Linked DNA regions of Mus musculus: regions 1, 2, 3 and 4 are each linked to region 5. A link is a contact called in public HiCAR-type, HiChIP or PLAC-seq and promoter capture Hi-C data. All regions are on one chromosome and are shown on one strand. The core of a region is the stretch at or near the end of the contact, and the rest is flanking DNA. Distances in the headings are between cores, read along the strand shown.

What was found. HiCAR-type assays count read pairs that join an accessible place to other places. HiChIP or PLAC-seq counts read pairs in DNA pulled down with a chosen protein or histone mark. Capture Hi-C pulls out chosen DNA fragments and counts their contacts.
Region 1: an H3K27ac HiChIP or PLAC-seq map of embryonic stem cells shows a contact between it and region 5, with 5 read pairs. The contact joins the promoter of Calcoco2 here to the promoter of Cbx1 in region 5. A contact is called at or near these places in 1 of 39 promoter capture datasets (embryonic stem cells) and 4 of 115 datasets of contacts at active chromatin or transcription factors (embryonic stem cells and neural tube).
Region 2: a HiCAR-type map of embryonic stem cells shows a contact between it and region 5, with 3 times the contacts expected there. The contact joins the enhancer-like site here to the promoter of Cbx1 in region 5. A contact is called at or near these places in 1 of 39 promoter capture datasets (embryonic stem cells) and 3 of 115 datasets of contacts at active chromatin or transcription factors (embryonic stem cells and neural tube).
Region 3: a contact with region 5 is called in a promoter capture Hi-C map of liver. The contact joins the promoter of Pip4k2b here to the promoter of Cbx1 in region 5. A contact is called at or near these places in 1 of 39 promoter capture datasets (cranial neural crest) and 1 of 9 other capture datasets (liver).
Region 4: a contact with region 5 is called in an H3K4me3 HiChIP or PLAC-seq map of embryonic stem cells, with 9 read pairs. The contact joins the promoter of Igf2bp1 here to the promoter of Cbx1 in region 5. A contact is called at or near these places in 4 of 39 promoter capture datasets (the 3T3-L1 cell line, embryonic stem cells and hippocampal neurons), 2 of 484 Hi-C or Micro-C datasets (both in embryonic stem cells), 4 of 115 datasets of contacts at active chromatin or transcription factors (embryonic midbrain, embryonic stem cells and neural tube) and 2 of 9 other capture datasets (adipose tissue and macrophages).

Annotation. Positions count from the first base shown.
Region 1 is chr11:96,110,635-96,113,334 of GRCm38.p6, forward strand. Calcoco2 (calcium binding and coiled-coil domain 2) reads right to left here and starts at 1,328. Exons shown (of 6, transcript NM_001271018.1): 1 at 1,303-1,328.
Region 2 is chr11:95,981,373-95,984,072 of GRCm38.p6, forward strand. All of the region lies in intron 2 of Igf2bp1 (insulin-like growth factor 2 mRNA binding protein 1), which reads right to left. Among named protein-coding and RNA genes, the nearest start is that of Mir3063, 19 kb to the left of the region's middle. Within about 2 kb of position 1,314, at least 105 of the 459 cell types and tissues checked have an H3K27ac peak or open chromatin away from gene starts, as enhancers often do. A contact at or near this core is called in embryonic stem cells, where this site is marked.
Region 3 is chr11:97,743,437-97,746,136 of GRCm38.p6, forward strand. It overlaps Pip4k2b (phosphatidylinositol-5-phosphate 4-kinase, type II, beta), which reads right to left and starts at 1,268. Exons shown (of 10, transcript NM_054051.1): 1 at 1,010-1,268. The coding sequence starts at 1,168. It overlaps Cwc25 (CWC25 spliceosome-associated protein), which reads right to left. Exons shown (of 10, transcript NM_026186.4): 10 at 2,034-2,700. Mir8102 (microRNA 8102) reads left to right here and starts at 1,461; the gene lies at 1,461-1,599.
Region 4 is chr11:96,004,662-96,007,361 of GRCm38.p6, forward strand. It overlaps Igf2bp1 (insulin-like growth factor 2 mRNA binding protein 1), which reads right to left and starts at 1,283. Exons shown (of 15, transcript NM_009951.4): 1 at 798-1,283. The coding sequence starts at 972.
Region 5 is chr11:96,787,791-96,790,490 of GRCm38.p6, forward strand. It overlaps Cbx1 (chromobox 1), which reads left to right and starts at 1,345. Exons shown (of 5, transcript NM_001362560.1): 1 at 1,345-1,563.

The DNA.
Region 1 (2,700 bases), core at 78-2,577, 680 kb before region 5:
ACAAAGACCTGATAGTTACAGGGCTGGAGAGTTGGCTCAATGGTTAAGAGGTCTTCCAGAGGATCTAGGTTTAATTTCCAGCAACTGCAAGGCAGCTTACAACTATCTATCCAGTTTGAGGACATGACACCCTCACAGACATACATGCATACAAGCAAAACGCCAATGCACATAATATAACAATTTCAAAAAGAAAAGACCTAGTGTATAAAATGTGTAGCCCTGGATGTCCTGGAACTCCCTGAGGTAGACAAACTGACCTTTGTCTACAATTTACAGAGATCCACCTGCCTCTGCCTCTGCCTCTCAAGTGCTACCAAGTGCTGAGATTAAAGGCATGAACTAACAACCGCCTGGTAAATGAAGTCCTTTGTTATATGAGTTTTTTCTTTTGCAAAAAATAAGAAAAAGGGCTCAGAGGTTGAGCACTGTCTGCTCTTCCAGAGGTCATGAGTTCAATTCCCAGCAACCACAGGGTGGCTCACAACCATCTGTACTGAGGACTAGTGCCCTCTCCTGGCTTGCAGGCATAAATGCAAGCAGAATACCGTGCACTTAATAAATAAATACATCTTGGGGCTGGATAGATGGCTCAATGGTTAAGAGCACTAACTGTTCTTTCAAAGGTCCTGAGTTCAAATCCCAGCAACCACATGGTGGCTCACAACCATCTCTAATAAGATCTGATGCCCTCTTCTGGTGCACCTGAAGACAGCTACAGTGTACTTAGATATAATAAATCTTAAAAACAACAACAACAACAACAAACAACAACAAAAACAGACGGGTCCTCCCCAAAGTTTAAAAAAAAATAAGAAAAAGTCTGTTAAGTTATAATATAACATCTCAAAATTATTCTTCTAAGCTCCATCCATGGTCACCTGAGGCACTGACAACTTTTCCACTTGGGCTGCCTAGAGCAACCTACAGTTACAGGACACAAGTGGCCAGAGCCCTGGAAGGCCATGGTGGGTGACACAGCAAGGCTAGGTTTGGAACCTCAGCACACTGGGGTGATGGGTCTGGGTACCACCGCGAACCCATACATAGGGCCACTGCTGCAGGACCCTGACTCCTGTCAGAGACGAACCCAACAGGTCTGGTCTCTGGAAAAACCAGCCAGAATTTCTCAGGACTCGAAAGGGGTCCCACGCCCTCCCAAACCCACTGTGGGTAATCGGAGCACTCCAAGACGGCCTAGGGTGATGCCGAAGCCCCCACACCCTGCCCTGCCTGTAGACCCTGTCTCAAGGTCTGAATTCCGGGATCCAAGGGCTCAATTGCACCCCTTAAGGTACTCACCAGGAACAGCAGCCAGCAGCACTAGCGCTGGGAAAGGCGGGTGGGCGAGTTTAAGGACTGAAGGGATGGGCAGGCCCGGCCCACTGAGTCACAAACCCCGCCCTTGCCGCGGGACAGCTGGGACATTTAGTGCCTTTTTTGAAGAGCTGGATTTGCCTTTTTTATCACCCCGATGGCAAACTGGTTTTTTGTTGTTGTTCTTGTTTGTGTTTATATTTTAATTTGCTCAAAGCTCATATCCTTGAAAGGGCATTGAGAGTTCATCTAGGGCTGAGCGGAGGTGGCACATGCTTTTAATCCTACCACTCTGGAGGCAGAGGCAGAGGCAGGCGGATTTCTGAGTTCGAGGACAGCCTGGTCTACAGCGTGAGTTCCAGGACAGCCAGGGCTACACAGAGAAACCCTGTCTCAAAAAACCAAAAAGAAAAAAAAAAAAAAAAAAAACCCAAAAAAACCAAAAACCAAAACACTTTGGTCACTAATAGTCCTATAGCTGCAGATCAGACTCTGGCATTTTAGTCTGATACACACACACACACTTGGTAGTAGATACCTCTAATTCCAGTTTTTAAGCACAGGAACACAAGGTCAGCAGTTCAGGGTTAGATTTGGTCGCCAACCAAGTTTGAAGTCAGCCTGGACTATCTGAGACCTTGTCTATTAAAAAAATAATGCTCACTCCTGTCCTGAAAGAAAATCTGTTAAACTCCTTTTTGGGTCTTCTGTGACTTGACTCAGAAAGTCTTTTTTTTTTTTTTTTAATCCCCATTTTATATGTATGAGGGGCCAGCTTTGAATTTATGGAGAGAAAGTTGCCCTTGTGCTCTAGAGCTTTCTGGTATCCTCAGGTCCTGAAGGAAAAGGCATGTGACTTCTTCATTAAAAGTCTCTTTACTGTAGACACAGAATGAGCAGAGTCTCCCTCCCCTTCAATCTTTCTTTTTCTTTTCATGTTTTTGTTTTGTTTTGTTTTAAGACAGGGTTTCTCTGTGTAGCCCTGGCTGTCCTGGAACTCACTCTGTAGACCAAGCTGGTCTCGAACTCAGAAATCTGCCTGCCTCTGCCTCCCAAGTGCTGGGATTAAAGGCCTGTGCCACCACTGCCTGAATTGTGTGATTCTTATCACAAGCATGACTTTGAACTCAAGGCAGTCCTCCTGCCTCAGGCTTTCAGGTGCAAGGATTACAGATGTGAAACACCACCATGGCTGCTACCTTTATTTTTTTTTGTAATTACCCATAGGAGCTGGGCAATGGTGGCGCATGCCATGTACAGAGAAACCCTGTCTCAAAACAAAGCAAAACAAACAAAAATTACCCAGAGGATACCAAATGCACGTTGCCTATGGAAGATTAAGTTCCGAAAAGTCCCTTCCCTTCTCAAAGGCGTTCCGAGCGT
Region 2 (2,700 bases), core at 64-2,563, 810 kb before region 5:
CAAGGCCCTAACAGTGGGTGTGTTGGCCTTAGTTGTCCTAGGCAGTCCCTACCAAAGCAGGGTCTAGTGTAAAATAGAAGGGTCTCTGTGATCCACTGAGTCTGAAATTCTGAGAGCGACAACTCCTTGTTGACAAGCTACAGCAGGGAAAATCTGGGAATGACATAGCTAAAAGAGTGGAGCAGTGGTGTCCCCGGCTCCTTTAGCTATGTCACCCCTGACCCAAACCCAACCTCTTCCTCCTCAAACTCAGCACTCAAGAGGCAGGGGCAGGCAGATCTCTGAGTTCGAGGCCAGCCTGGTTTACACAATGAGTCCCAGGATAGCAAAGGTTATACAGAGAAATCCTATCTTGAAAAAGAAATAATAAAAAGCTAAAGGAAAGGTGGATCTGTTTGAAGGAAAACCTTGGTGGTTTGTGAACTTGACCTAACAAAGTTAGAGTAGATACAGTGAGGATTGGAAACAGTCAGCTGAGTCTGGAGGCTTGAGCCATGATTCCAGGCTAAAGCAGGACTGATGCACGCACAGGCCAGTCTATAGAACAGTAGGCCAGTCGGAAGGTGGCGTTGCAGTGATAGAAGAGGAGGGGAAGACAGACAGACATAACTCCACGAGTACAGCATTTGTCTAGCAGACACAAAGTCCTGCGCTCAAGTCCCAGGACTGCACGGATAGATAAGCCTGTCGACCCTCTGTAATCCCAGCACCCACAGTACTGGCAGGAGAACCACAAAGTCAACACCCGGTCCAGCGGCGTGAGGCGTGCTCTGTGTCAGACACACACGGGAAGCCAACAAGCCCATTGCTGAGTCCTTAGACCCCATTCCACCAGGTACCAGATCCAAGGACTGGCCAAAAGGCAGCTTTGGATCTCCCTGGTAAGGGTTTCTCACAAAACACCTTTGCTAACCAAATAGATACACCGAGTATGTTCAGATGGGTGAAGAATCTGGGAGAAAATGAACAGTGCCCAGCCCCGGACACCTCCCCCCAGGAAGTCCTTCTGGATAGAGGGGAGATGAAGGCAGCCTGCCTAGGAAGAAACAAGGCATACAGCAACCCCAGAACAGGAGCCTAGTTTGAAAGAACCCATTAGTGCAATCCCAGGTCAAAGGCCAAGACTTGCCTGTCCAAACTCTGATTTGGGGCCTTCTATTCAGTATGGCAGGAGCAGGGTGGTAGCAGTGAAATCTAATCTCTGCAAGGATGTTTGTTAATCCATATCCAGAAAGCAATGGCAGGCAGATTGGCTGGAATGTCTGGAATGTTCCAGGAGCGGGAGGGGGAGGAGGGCAGGTCTACCCAACCAATGAAAGAAAGACATCCCAGCAGCCCTCCCTCACCCTCTAGGGCATACACACCCCATCCTGGGAACCCACTCTAGGCTCCTCCCAGACTTCCTTCTCAGCAAAGCCCCCAGCCCTGATTAAAACCCAAGGGGATAGCCTGGAAGAGGACCTTTGTCTTCTAAGCCTGGCTTTCCACTGAGCCTGGTGCTACCTAATTCCTTTCAGGCCCAAACCGCACAGGGCACTGCTGGGACCTGTAACCTAAATTCCCTTGCTTACATTACAACCCCTTTGGATAACTTACTCATCCCACCTATGAGAGGCCCAGAGTTGGCTGCGTTAGGCTGGTGTGCTGAGGGCTTACAGTGGCTCTAAATCTGTGGCTTACAACTCTTTGGGGATCCACAGACCCTACTTACTTACCTACCCTTTCACAGGGGTCGCCTAGGAGCTGATATCAGGACAGAACATTACGGTTCATAACTGTAGCAAAACTAGCTACGAAGTAGCAACAAAAATAATGTTGTGGTTGGAGGTCAGCACAACCTTAGGACCTGTATTAAAGGTCCCAGCGTGAGGAAGGTTGAGCTGGCTTAGAGCTCCTGATGAGTGGGAGCACAACTCACACTTCCCAGGGGTTTCTCCTGGTGGGAGCTAAGTCCAGCAAGCCCCTGACAGTATTCTAAAGGAGACCTGGAGGTAGAGTGGAAGGGGCGGTGACAGTCATTGCTGAATCTAAATAAATGTGTTCACAATGACAGAGAAAGAAAGTCTTCCACTCCTCCATCTCTGCTACATTGACCCTGCTCCAATAAACCCGGGTCTACCAAGGCCAGGCTGAGTAGTGGTTATGTCCTATAGGTAAAAGGGCACCACACCTAAGCACTCTTAGTGCCGGGAGGGCCAAGCCCAGCTCCAGCAAGGAGAGAGAACCAGCTGCCCTGACCCTCTAGCAGCTATAGCGCCGCCAGCAGTGGCCATTAAAGGCAATGGTTAGAACAGCCAAAATGGTTCCTAAGTGCAAACAGCTTTCCCCTGTTCTCTGCTCGCTCTGACCCTCAGAGATCCAGCCTGGAGGGCAGCTCAACAGACTCCTGCTAACCAGGAAATTCACCTGGGGATGTGAGGACACCTGGGGATGTGAGGACAGGGAGGCCAAGCAGGGGAAATATGCCAGGAGAGATTTAAAGAGGCAGAGAGACAAAAGAACAACGCCATACACCCATCACACCGCCATACACCCATCACACCGCCATACACCCATCACATCGTATACACACATGGGGGTGCTTGGGATTAGGAGTATCTCTCCCGGGTCCATTTTATAGAACTGTGTTCATTTTATAGAAATGTGCTACCGGCGGCTTTGTTTGACAGCCCAGGGCCGAGATTAAAATACGCCATGAGT
Region 3 (2,700 bases), core at 18-2,517, 960 kb after region 5:
AATCCGAAGGAGACCCGACCCGTTATCCTCCCCCCACCCACCCCCATTCTAAACTTGTGGCTGGTGGAGTCAGCACCTCAGGTCTTTTCACTTCCTCTGTTTGCTCTCAGTGTAGGGACTCACAAAGAAACGGTGAGAAGGCAGAGAGCAAGCCACCGAAAGAGAGCAGATCCCAAACAAACAGCACATAAACAGAGCCAACCAGCTAACGTCGGCCACATCCAACTTCTTGGCAGAGGCTGCTGCACCATCCCAAAGCACCCAGGACCCAAAGGACCACTCATCTGAGACAGTAATCACCATTATCACACCCTGGAAAACCATACGAGAAGTCAATGGCTTTGAAACATCACAGAAGAACGAGGAAGATACATTATTTCCATAACCAAGTCTACACTCCCTCGGGCCTTGTGCTCGCACTTATCCTTCATCCATGGGAACACAAGTCAAGTGTCTGTGGTTTGGAGAAGTCTCTGCTTCTCCAGTTGATACGTCTTCATGAAGAAGAAGAAGAAAAAAAGGAAACCCAGAGAGGATGTCCACAGTCAGGGGTAAGGAGGCCTAGAAGATGGGAAACTTTGAGCAGCCATACCACCCAAAGGACCACAAACAGGAACATTCAGGCAAGCCAGTCCCACTTGCCCTGTCAACTGAGCAATGATGTGGTAGCCAGCTATAAGAGACAAGCGGAATAGCCATGCAACAAACACGCTGAGGGTAGAAGCAGCGTCGTTGCAGCACCCAGGCCTTCCCTCGGAAGCTCCGGGGTTGCACGGAGCCAGCATACGGACACAAGAAGCCAGAGGGGCTGGAGCGAAGGGGAAACGACGACGGCATAGCACGGGGACACCAGGCCTCGCGTGGCGAACGGGGAGTGCACGCCCGGCCGGACAGCGTGCACGGGTGGGCGGGCATGCAAGTGGCTCGGCGGAAGGGTTGCAGGCGTCACCCGCGGGGCGAGCGTGGCGAGGCCGGAGGGAGTGGGGGCGCGCACGGGGAAGCTGGTTACCGTGTGGTTCACCCCCCACATCAGGACGCTGAGAATCGGCTCGCTGGCCCGGAATAGCTTCACTTTCTGGCACACGAAATGCTTCTTCTTGGTCTTGGTTTTGCTGGCGCTGAGCGGCGCCACCGCCACCGCCGTGGTGCTGGTGCAGTTGGACGACATGCCCGGGGCGGCGGCGGCGGCGAAAGGGGGGGCGGCGGAGACAGCGCACCAGCGAGCGGCCCCAGGCCTCCCCCGAACCGATCCCCACCCCCGCTGCCTCACCGAGCCATGGTCGCGCCCGTCCCGTTACCTCCCCACCCCGCCCCGGTGGTTCCGTCCGCCCCACGCCCCGCCCTCGCTGCGCCGGCCCGCCCCGCCCCGCCCCGCCCCGGGGAGCAGGCCAGCCTGATCCTCACCCCGCCCCCGGGCGGCACCGCCCACTGGATCCCGGCTCTCCCCTCCCCGTCGGAATGGTACCGCCCGTCCCCGGGCGCTTGCAGCTGCCCCGCCCACTCCTCCTCTCCCGGCCTGAAGGGAACCCAGCCGGCTTCACGCGGGGGAACGAGGAAGACTGGGGATGGACAGCCTCGAGGCACTCGGCAAGAAGGGCTCCCTACTCGGACACCCTCAAGGCCGGGCTTTGACTTTGCCTCCACATGAAGTACTAAAATGGCGGCAGCGCCGCCGCTTCGGGAGGGGAAGAGGGGCCGGCATGAGAAGAAGCTGGAACATACCATCTCCACCCCGGGGGACAGAGGAGTAACGCGGCAAAGGGGAAAGGAAGTCCTGCCTAGAAAACCAGGGACCGCCCCCTCGCTCCACCCAAGCGTGGATCTTCCCACTCCCCTGGGCCGACGGCTCGCTCCACCCGCAAGGTACGCCCCCTTTCCCGGGGGCCAATCAGAGGAGCAGGCCGGGAATCCTAGGTTTTATGAATGGGCCGCGCGCCCACCCACCTGCCGCCTAGCCTCCTCTATCCCGATGGTCAAGTTTAGACACCACTAGCATCTGTAGACGCGTATTGTAATAATCCTTTCATTCTTGCTCCAAGAAATCTCGAATAAACTGCCCATGGTTTATTATGTAATTCCACTTGGTCGAAGGGTCTCTGTATCCGACACAAATCACAGGTCAACACTTGGGATATCAAGACTCAGTACCAGGCACGTGGTAGATCGCTCTACACAGTTACAAAAATAAATGTAGCCTTTATTACCAAGTAATAAAATAAAAGCCATAATTAACTATAACATAGGGCAGAAGGATGAGATGATTAAATGAATAATGTTATATTGTCTGGGGAGAAACTGAGTTTTAAGAATTACAGTGCCAGCCGGTCGTGGTGGCGCATGCCTTTAATCCCAGCACTTGGGAGGCAGAGGCAGGCAGATTTCTGAGTTCAAGGCCAGCCTGGTCTACAGAGTGAGTTCCAGGACAGCCAGGGCTATCTATACTGAGAAACCCTGTCTCAAAAAGTAACAACAACAATAATTACAGTGACTGGAATTTTAGTGCTTAAATCCAAACATATTTTAGGAGAAATTAGGAACTGGTAGAACAACGAAATGGCTTAATATATGAATTAAGAGCACCTCTGAGGGCCAGATGGTCTGTAATCACAGCTCCAGAGACTAAAACAGGAGATCTACAGTTTAAGGTCAGCTACCGCTAGGGTGAATCTGTCGTCTGTTTAAAAAGCACCTAGAAGTTCC
Region 4 (2,700 bases), core at 33-2,532, 780 kb before region 5:
TAGAGAATTAAAACTTTATTTTCCAGCAGAGCCACGGTGAAGGGCTTAGGCGACCAGGCCGGGTCGGGGCCACAGGGCTAGCGGAGGGCCCCCGGGGCGGCGCGGCCCGGGGCGGAGGGTCCCTCGCGGTAGCCGCGCGCCTCTCGGCCCAGCCTCGGCGTCTCGGGAAGCAGCATGGCGACCCGCCGCCGCCACCGCCACCGCCGCCGCGCCACCCGGCTCACGCCCCACTTTCAAATCAAAATGGCTCAAGCCCCAGGCCTTGGGCGGGAGGCGGGAGCCCCTTCCTCCCACGTCCTGCCTCAGGGCTTAGTCCCTAGTTAAAGCGGGAAGAGCTGAGGTGCGCGAACCCCCATCCTGGAAAGGCCCGGGACGGAGGGCAGGGGCTTTGGGGGTGCTCTAGCGCATGGGGGGCTGACTAGGGGCGGGGGGGAATCGGGGAAACCACGCCTATACCCGAACCCCAGTGTTCGTGAGACACCCCCACCCCCACCCCCACCAGTTGCCAACCGGGGCTCCCGCCCCGTCGGTGGGGAGGGGTGTAGGGAGCCGCCACGAGCGCCTCGGGCTGGGGGAAGGGGTGAGGAAATCCCGAATATCTCCGCGCCGGGAGAAGGCGTCGAGGGAGGCCGGGCGAGGCTGGGGACCGAAGACGGAGGCCGAGCCCTCCCGGACCCGGGAAGAGTTGGCCGGCAAGGAAAAGAGGAGCTGCAGGTCCCCGTTGTTCCGGGATTTCGTGTGTGTGTGTGTGTGTGTGTGTGTGTGTGTGTTTTCCGGGGAGGTGGCCGCGCTCTTACCCGAGAAAGTTTCGATGGCCTTCATCGCCCAGTGCTCGTCGGGGCAATCCACGAAGGCGTAGCCGGATTTGACCAAGAACTGGCCGCTGTAGGAGATCTTGTGCTCCGCGAATACTTTCTCCAAGTCTGCGGGGGTCACACTCTCGTTGAGGTTGCCGATGTAAAGCTTGTTCATGGTGGCGGTGGCGGGGCAAGGACACGGTTCCAGGCAAGGCCGAGCCGGGCGGGCGCGGGCGGAGAGCCTCCTAGGCCGAGAGGCGTGGAGACGGGCGGCGGGAGCCGCAAACTTTCTACGCACCCCACCCCTGAAGTTGTCCGGAGCTCCGGGCGGGTGGGCGGCCTGAGGGCACGCGGGGGTCACGGGAGAGTTTGGGTGAGCCCGGGAGAAGTGCCCGCCGAGTGCAGGGGAGGCTGACGACGACGCGGCGCGGCTCCTTCCCTTCGGTCCGAAACCCCTGCGAGCGGGCTGGTGTGTCACGTTTCTCCGCGGCCGCCCTGGCGCCGCCTCTAAATAAAATCGACTTGAAAAAAAAAAAAAAATGGAGCAGGAAAAAAAAAAAAGGCGAAGCCACGTGGTGACAGCCCCCACCCACCCTGCAGGGAAAGACCCCCGACGCCACCGGGCCCCTTGGCCCTCCAACCCGGACCAACCCAACAGTCTCCAATCTTGGGGGCGGCACTCAGCGCACCCCACGGGTAAACCAGGAAAGTGGAAGCAGAGTTCCCCCCCCAGCTCTCCTATCCCCCTCCCCCTTTGCAAGAACCTGGCCCCTAAAGCGGCGCCCCGCCCCCACAGCGACCTGCACGGGGGGGGGGGGTGGCGGGGGGAGGGCGGTGGCGACCCAAATCCCCCCAGTTCTTAGGAATAAAATGTACGGTAATTTTTTTATTCGTTTTGTGGAGACTGGGCTGCCCACCCCACCCCGGCAAACTGCTAGCGACTGACAGGCGGGGGACTGCCGAGACAGACAAAGAGAAGCTGAGGACTCTGGGGTCTTCAGGAGGGGGTCGCAGGAACCGGTTATTTAAAAGGAAAGACGCCTTTCCTCTACGTTTCTAAGTAGGGGGTCACTGTCTTTCCCGCTACACCGCTAGACTTCGCTGGCCTCCCGGGTCCTGATTCAGGGGACCCTGAGAGCGCGGGATCGGGAAGCTGCGGACACGGGACACGAGAGACAGCGCCTGAAAACGAGGGACCCGCAGGAAATCATGTTTCGGGATCCCCACTGGAGAAAAGCTGGCTTGCACCCAGTCCAGCTGCTGGATGACAACACTCCAGCATCCTTGGGGGAAAGCCTGCACGACCCGGCTCGAGAGCATCCTCGAAGATCAACTGGGTGGGGGAAAAACGACGAGGGGTGGTCGCACCACCGATCGACCCCGAACCGGAGGGGTTGGCTTCAGAAGGGAGGGACCGGGTTGAGCTCCGAGGTCCCCCTCGCCCTCCCCACGCAAGGAGCGGACAGGTGGCGTCGCCCGCCTGCGTCCGCTCTACCCGCGATGCACTGAGCGATGGTCCATGCGCAGGCTGTGGGTCTCAGAACTTAGTTTTGGGGTGCTGGATTTTGGAAGGCCGCCGGGGGAGGGGGTGCAGAGGCCCCGCCCACGTCCCCAGGTCAGCCCGGGGCGGGGAGGGGGTAATTTCCGCTCCGCGCTTGAGGAAGCGAGCAGCGGGGGAGGGGGCTGCGGCCCTCCCCCCTCCCCGTGGGGAGGGGGAAGTGGATCCGCCCAGGTCCCTTCCCTCCGCTAGGACCGACGCGTTCCGGATCCTCAGGCTCCGGGAGCCCGAGGGAAAGACCGGACTGGGCGAGGGGCGACACGTGGGCGGTCGCACCCCGTCTGTGAGGTGGGGGAGGGGGCCGCGCGCTGGGAGTCCCGGACGCGCAGCGGAGCGCGGGACGCG
Region 5 (2,700 bases), core at 95-2,594:
CTTAAACTCCCAGCAATCCTCCTGTCTCAATCCCGGGTACTAGGATTAAGAGGCTTGAATCTGGCCTTGGAAAGTTTGATCAGTTCTATTATCAGTTGGACATCTCAGTTATTCACTTAATCACATATTCAAGGAATTTTTACCAATAAATACTGAGAGTCAAAACGTGACCTTGTGGCCGGGCGTGGTGGCGCACAACTTTAATCCCAGCACTCGAGGCAGAGGCAGGCCGATTTCTGAGTTTGAGGCCAGCCTGGTCTACAAACTGAGTTTTGAGAGAAACCCTGTCTCAAAAAAACAAACAAAAACAAACCAACCAACCAACCAAACAAACAAACAACCAAAATGACCTTGTCCTTGCTAGAAACAAACACCAAGGATCCTGAGTGTCGTGGACACAATGAGTCATATGAAGCGTCTGTCCTTACTGGAGTTCCTAGTTCAACAATTAGCAGCAACCTACCTGAATCAGAGTAGCACCCGTGTTAAAGAATGACAGCCCAGCCGTGGTTTTTGCTTAATTCCGTTTCTTTAGACTAACTTGATAAAGGATGTTCACAGAGATGGAGAAATCCCCATGAAAGTCACCCACCGGCAAGGGCAATAAAGGGAAAACTTTGAATGTGGTGGTCTGTGTTTGTAATACTCGGCATTTGGGAAGTGAAAACAGGTAGATCAGACTTCCTTGAGACCCTGTCCACTCAACAGAACCAACAACCAAAAATAAAACAAGAATAGAGAGGGAAGGAAGGGGAAAGAAAAAAAGCAAATTCAGAAAGTGTCGATGGTGTCTACCTAGACGGTTAATCTACTGCTTTCTGAATGGAGCAGTGATTCAAACTGAGAGGTAGGAACCCCAGTCAGGTGGCAATAATAGGTAAGATTGCTGGACATTATTGAAGGTGATTTGATAAATCTCAGGTGACGAATACAATATTTTTCTTTTAAACGCAAACGGACCAAACATCAACGGGCTAGTTTCCAAACCTGCAGTGTCCTACTTTTGTAGACTGAGTAAGGAATACCAGCACGCGCCTGGAATCCAGCACTTTGACATTTGAAGCAAAAAGAAAGGCCACGAGTTCGAAGCCACCTGGGCTGCGTATCCTGTTATTAAACAAACAAACCCCACCACTACCCATCAATTTCCTAGACTGTAGAGTTATGTTCTAAGTAACAGTCGACTTCGCCTTTCCAGTCAAAAAAGAAAACAAAACTACGAAAACTCCCTACAATCCTTGAAAGTGGAGGTGGGCGGCGCGGGATTCGCGCGGTACTTTGGGATCTGTAGTTTCTGGCCGACTCTTAATCCCAAGGTGCCCTGCGGCGGGTCGTCGCGTCTGCGCAGTGCAGGCGGCGGGCCGCGCAGAGTGAGAGGCTCTTTTGTTCGGCTGAGGGGAGGGCCGTTAGCGGGGCCTGCGGTACGCCGCTTCAGCGGGACGGTCGACTTGTGGCCACACGGCTCTTTGCTCCTCTGGGCGCGCTACTCCCCTCGGACCGCCCGACGCAACGCGCGAGTAGCGCGGCACCGATTCCTCTCGGACTCTCGGGCGCTGCTACGAGGTGAAGAGGCGGGCTGGAGGCGGGGTGTGTGGGGGGAGGGGACGCGGCAACGGCGGGAGGCCGCGGACCAGCGCGGGCCGCTAACGGAAGAGCGGAGACCGAGGAATGGGGGGCGCGCCCCGGCCCAGCGCCCGCCGGGTCCGCTTCCCGCGCAGAGCTCGCGGGTTGCGGGAGTGTGGAGAGGGCGGGGCAGCGAATCCAGAGCCCGGGAGCCGAGTGGTTCGCGATGAGCGGAGCCAGCGGAGGGTTAGCTTTTCAAGAACTGGACCAAGAGCGTTTGACCCGAGTGAGGGACTCTAGAGTTGGGCGGGAGAAAGAAAACTTTGGGACGTCCATAAGGGGGACAGGTGCTTTTGGGTGTGCGTGGCAGGGACCACGACTTCGTACTCTCGAGGTTTAGAAATGTAACCTGAGAAAGCGGACACGGTGGCAATCGCAAGCAACCCCCGTAGCACTTGGAGGAAAGAGAGAAAAAGTAACCTGAGGATATTGGGTCCAGTTGCCACTATCAGAGAAGTTTCTCTTGCCAGAGTTAAGAAGAAGTAACTTCCAATAAACTTGAACAGGAGGATTTGGGCAGCTCACGGTGTGCTAGCGGGGAAGAGATTTGTTGAATCCGTCTAGGGGTGGGGGTGGGGGGTCAGGCATTTTCTTGACCTTGTCTAAAAGTGGAGTTGCTGGGATAGGTAGGGTAGAAGTCTAGAGTGACTGGTCAAATGTGGAAGAAAATAAAGGGTCCCTGGGGATGTAACTTAGTTGGTAGAATGTTTGCCTAGCCCACTGCACAGGCCTGAATTCAATCCTCTGTACCTTATAAATTCGGGCTGGGCTTGATGGCATTCATGTAGCCCTTGGGAGCGGAAACAGGACGATCAGGAGTTTAAAGCCTTGCCTGGCCACCAGGGGAGTCAAGAAAGGGTGAAAAGGCCACTTTGTGCCTTGTAATGGGTCTTCAGTGTGAGTTGGGAGGCTGTGGAAGAACACGTGTAAGGCAAGACTCATCCAATGAAAGAGATCTGTTCTTTGTGCGTAAGCCTGGGGGCCTCAGTTTACCTCTCAGGATCCAGGTAAAGGTGGAAAGAGCGAGCAGACTTCACAGAATTGCCCTCTGAGCTACAAATTAGGGAAATGGCAGGG